2 separate regions of the Zea mays genome follow, and region 1 is linked to region 2. The links are chromatin contacts, called in public Hi-C maps. All regions are on one chromosome and are shown on one strand. Each heading gives the region's core, a stretch centred on a gene start, on an enhancer-like site or on the middle of the called end of the contact. The rest is flanking DNA. Distances are from core to core; before and after follow the strand shown.

Evidence for each region. A called contact is a pair of places that touch in the nucleus more often than the background predicts.
Region 1: a contact with region 2 is called in a Hi-C map of ear, with 2.5 times the contacts expected there. The contact joins the promoter of LOC100282819 here to the promoter of LOC542726 in region 2. A contact is called at or near these places in 2 of 25 Hi-C or Micro-C datasets (ear and tassel).

The regions. Positions count from the first base shown.
Region 1 is chr4:39,984,570-39,987,269 of Zm-B73-REFERENCE-NAM-5.0, reverse strand. LOC100282819 (60S acidic ribosomal protein P1) reads left to right here and starts at 1,337. Exons shown (of 4, transcript NM_001294271.2): 1 at 1,337-1,382; 2 at 1,485-1,594; 3 at 1,690-1,813; 4 at 2,414-2,700. The coding sequence starts at 1,526. The coding sequence ends at 2,550.
Region 2 is chr4:39,628,557-39,631,291 of Zm-B73-REFERENCE-NAM-5.0, reverse strand. It overlaps LOC542726 (ribosomal protein13), which reads right to left and starts at 1,464. Exons shown (of 5, transcript NM_001112238.3): 1 at 1,348-1,464; 2 at 1,179-1,251; 3 at 931-1,069; 4 at 512-698. The coding sequence starts at 1,370.

The DNA.
Region 1 (2,700 bases), core at 88-2,587, 360 kb before region 2:
CTACCCCAAAAAGCACCTCGAGGGACAACCCTGGGTGCGCGATCGGACCCAAAACACCGACAACACGTCTATAGATGGCCAAACAGCGGCCCGGCACGGGCCAGACACCCGCGGGCCATAACACTGGTCCAGGCACGTCATGTTGGCCTGCTGGCTGTGCCGGGCCAGCCCTTTAGCCCGTCGGACCATTTGATTAAATCAACGTAAAATTTAAAAAAGGGTGGAGGATGTGGGGTTTGAACTCATTGCTCTGATGTAAGAAGGGCGGGAGACACTGGGTAAAGCTGTCTAACCAGTAGAACATCATGTTTATATGTTTTTAATATGTATATATATGTATATATGTTTTTTATAAAATAAAAAATATATAATCGTCTTAGGCCGGATCAGCACTACGGACCGAGGCTACAGCCCAAGCACGTCACGACGTTCTTGGCTCTTGCAAGCATGAAGTCGTTTCTGAGACCACATTGGCGCAATGGACTCTATGGTGTTTGAGGTTGCTAAATTGGATGGGGCAACAATTATTTGCCACAATAACAGGAAATGAAATGTTATTTGTTGATTTTAAGCGTTAGTAATTGCTACGAAGTAGCATAATTTATATAGAGCGCATCCATATTTTATTGATGCCTGAATTTAGCAATCACTCTATATTTTGATTTATCCTTTTTATAAGTTTGAGTTCATGTGACTTATTTTAGAAACTTGAGCTCACAAACTTTTCTTATTTGGTCTATGTATGGTAGAATTATGTCATTTTATAATCTCTATTCGTTCAGTAGTCGCTGTGAACTCTTTTCTAGTCGCTCACTTCATTGACCGTGTTGTACCAAGATATATTGAATGGAGTAAATAATAACATCAGTTAGCCAAATCAAAAAATATATTATACGGAGAGCGGAGACAATCAATAAAAAATATTGAAATATTTTTACTGGATAGTTTATATAGGTATTGTTATAAGCCGTTTGCAACGCACGGGCAATCGACTAGTATTATTTAACGTGTGTGCTTTGTTTCTTTAATGTCATTTTGTCATTTTTTTTTCTCATGCGATGAACACGAAGATGACAATTCGCAAAACAAAATGATTACGATTCTTAAACCTTTAGTCGGCCGGGGCATGGCATGGCATGTCAAAAGCAAAACAAAATGGCTTATGGAAAACTGGAAGTGCCTAGTCAGTCCAACCCAAAGAGCGATGACGACGCAGGGAACAAAGCCCACGACAAGGCCCAATACGGCCCAAACTTCTGCCACTGGCAAAGCCCTACCAACCCAAGCACCTATATTATGTCCACCCACGCCGCCTCCCTCCGAAACCCTAGAAGCCTCCACCCTCCAGCGCCTCCACCTTCCTCGCCGCCTCACTCCCTCTGGTACGTGCCGTCGGCTCCACCTCTGGCTCGCGCCCTTGCTTGCCGCCGCTGCCGCCGCGATTGGCGCCTAACCTCGGTGTCGTGTTTTTCTTTTCTTAGCAGAGGTCGCAGATCCGTCCGGTTAGACGAAGCCGCCCGCACCCATGGCCTCCGGTGAGCTCGCCTGCACCTACGCCGCCCTCATCCTCAGCGACGACGGCATCGCCATCACCGTGCGTTCTCTCACGCTGCAGTGTTCTTTTAATCTCAGAGTTTTCTTTTTTTTGAGCGGTCGCGTGGTTATGTGGGGGGTGTTTCTTGTTTGCAGGCCGAGAAGATCGCCACCATCGTGAAGGCGGCCAACATCAAGGTCGAGTCCTACTGGCCGGCGCTCTTCGCTAAGCTCCTGGAGAAGCGCAGCGTTGAGGATCTAATCCTCTCCGTGGGATCTGGTATGCACCCTGTCTTGCTATCAAGATACTTTCGTGTGTTTATATGCCGGTGGATGGTGGTTATTCTTGTAGATTTACCTTATTCGGTTATGTCCCTAGTTTTTTTTACAATCTTAATTCTTAACGTCTTTAAATATTGTTCGTATTACCCAACCCTGTGATAGGGTCAGTTCTGTCCTACTTGACCGATTAGTAGTACATTATAAGATCTCACATTCATTGTAACCGAACCTTACTGTGTATTTGTACTCACTAAACTGAGTATTAAGTATCTTTCTGTTTACTTGAATTGAACCTTAGTTTTTTTTTCAATGCTAAATTTGACATGTATGTGACTCCAATCTTCATTGTGCTAGTGAAATGGAGAGGCATTGCCATGAGTACATTCAGGATGCATTTGGCCCCTTATTTTGTTCCAGAATTACCTTACATCCACTAATGAGTTCCCTGTGCATGTTTATACTGGTTTATACTGGAACTTCATGCTAGATTGTGTTAATTTGTCGCCCTTTGTGTTGTTAGTCTTGAATTTGTGCATAAGATTTTTCCAGTTCTATTCTGAAAGGACTAACAATTTGCTGTATTGAAATTCGTTTGTAGGTGGTGGCGCTGCTCCAGTTGCTGCTTCCGCCCCAGCTGGGGGTGCTGCAGCTGCTGCTGCCCCTGCTGCAGAGGAGAAGAAGGAAGAGCCCAAGGAGGAGTCTGATGACGACATGGGCTTCAGCCTGTTCGACTGAGACCCTCGCTACCCAGCCATTAGCAAATTCGCTTATGCTGTCCAAGACTTATCTTACGTTATGTCTGTAGGCTTTTGTTATTACAAGTACTCAAGTTTTGAGTTTTTGAGATGTGGCTATGACAATGTGATGAAGAACCCTAAACCATCG
Region 2 (2,735 bases), core at 215-2,714:
TCAATTGTACTTTGTCGATGTTAAGTATTCAGAATGAATACAAGCAGTGTACCGGTGTAATAGACAGCAAAACTGTGTCAGTCCCCACTAATGTTAAGTATTCAGAATGAATACAAGCAGTGTACCAGTGTAATAGACAACAAAAATGTGTCAATCCCCACTAACACATAAGCACACTTCAACATGTCTAAGCTAGCATTAAAGTCAAATAGTATGTATTTTGACAATTTATCTGGTGCTCACAAAGACTACAATCAGAACAACAGTGAAATAGTAAACACGATTGCCTAAACCTCCGCCCTTGTAGATACAACAGAGCCCATGATATGCATATCTAGCTTCAGTTGATTAGAATAAAAGCATACCACACACAACTAATGTGTCTAGAACAGCTCCTATGTAGTATTGGTGCACATTGACTCTCACATCAAACACATGATACAAATCACCAAGATAACTGACAGTTCGCAACTCCATGGTTGAGGCAAGGAATGGGTTCTGGTTGACTTACTACTTCCAGGTGGGTGGAAGCTTCTTTGTGCGCTTGTAGTAGCGGGCAAGGCGGTGGATCCTGCTCTCCACAAGAATGAGCCTGAATTTAGAGTCTTTGTCCTTCCTGTTCCTCTCAAGGTGCTTCCTTATCGCCACCGCCTTCTTGATGAGGAAGTACAGGTCCTCGGGGATTTCTGGTGCCAGCCCTACACGTGCACATGAAACATGATTACAGTACAAATCACAAAATACCGACAAGCCGAGGTGGAGCTTCATTAGGGCCATGACCCCTCCTGGTTTTGCAATTCTATAAAGGATGCTTCCGTATCTTGGTATATTTTCCTGATGAAGGTTTAGATTTGCCAGCCTCACACTCACTGTACCTCAGGCTTCGCCACTGGCAACATGTGAATCGAGCGATAGGGATGTAGTTCTCACCATGGGCCTTGAGGATGCGGAGGATCTTGCTGCCGGTGACGCTCTTGACAAGGGGGATACCGTGCTGGTCACGGAGCAGGACGCCGATCTGCGACGGCATCTGTCCCTTCTTCGCTGCCTTTGTGATCATCTCCTCCACCTACCAGGCGATGAACACACGTCAGCGAACCAAATCCGCAATCCCAACAATAGCGGAACCAGACGACGGCCGAATGCAATGGAGTCGAAGGAGAGGAGAAGGCTCTCACGTCGGAGGCAGCGGTCTTGAGCCAGGTAGGAGGCGTCCTCTTGTAGGGAAGCGCCGACGATGAGATACCCTTCCTGCGTCACGGAGCCACGCAGCCGCCATCAGCACACAGATTCACCACACTAGAAGCAATAGCACCAGTGTTACGAGGACGAGGACGGGAGGGTTACCCGCGGCTGTGCATACGCCCCATGGCGGCGGATTGGTGTCTACCTCAGGCGACGGCGGGGCGGGGGCTTGATGCGGCGGCGGCGGCGGCGGAGGAGCGAGGGCGAGAGGAAGCGCGTAGCAGCCTAGGGTTTGGAGGCGCTACTTATAGTGCGCGGCGGCGCTGAGGATTTTCGCTAGGGCTCCGACGTTTCGTGCTGGGCCGCTTGTTGGGCTTCGCCCATGGGCTCGGGACGTTTCGGCCCGGTACACGTTTACTGAAGCTTTTTCTGATGGAATTTCATTATTTTGTTTTGTGGTATAAGATAAAACATCTCAGAAATTGGCTTGTTTCTGCTTTAGGATTTGGACTTGTGATATATGTTTTGGAAATGTTCTGGAACAAGAATTTGCGTGTTGTTTTTTTCCATTAGTGGGCTCTTTGGTTCAACCAGCAAAAGATGAGCGCGACGGATGAGTATCTTTCAGATAAGATCAATAAGGTCGCTCAAAATCACTGTGGAAAACGCACAAGCTTTTATGTAATACTCCTTCTGTTCTAATTTATAATTCGTTTGATTTTTTACAAAGTTTGACCATCTCATTTTATTCATTTTTTTGCAAAAAAAATTTAAAGCTAGGCTTTAATTATATTATAGAGTAGACGATATCATAGTAAAAAATAATAATTATTATGAATTTTTTTAATAAGACGAACCCGTCAAACGAACTATAAATTAGAACAGATGGAGTATCTGAAACATTTCTTTCAGAGCATTGCTGAGCAAAGGGAAACTCAAATATTCGACCGATTCAAAAACAGTGATACAGAGAGTGTTCATGGTAACCTTTTAGCGAAGGTGCAAAAGCTTTTTTCATTATTGTAACATGTTATCTAAAAGCTTTTCACAGGGAAACCATGGGAGTAAGGTATTTGCAATAAAAGGCTACCCTAAACTTGAGAGAGTACGTGAAACAGCGTGCATTATTTCTCCATTGGTAAACTGGCATTGTCTAGATTAGGGCTGGTCATTCGGTCGGGTAATTTGGTTCGGTCTATTCGGGTTTGTGAAATTTCGGGTTGTGAAAAATGAAAACCGAAATTTTCAAAAAAAAATAGAAATCAAACCTGAATAGACTCACAATTTCGGTTCGGTCTATTCGGTCCACCGAATCGACCCAAATTGTAGAGAGATTAGTATGTTTTGTTAAAATATATATAACGAATAATTAATTAAAAGTACTATTATTACAACAAGTGACTATAAAAATTAGCATACAAAGATATATATACTATCTTTAAGATGATATCATTATTTTTAGCTAATAAGTTCATAAATCATATAATAATAACATTACATATTAAGAGCTTTTTAATATCTCGGGTTATTCGGTCTATTCGGGTTTTAAA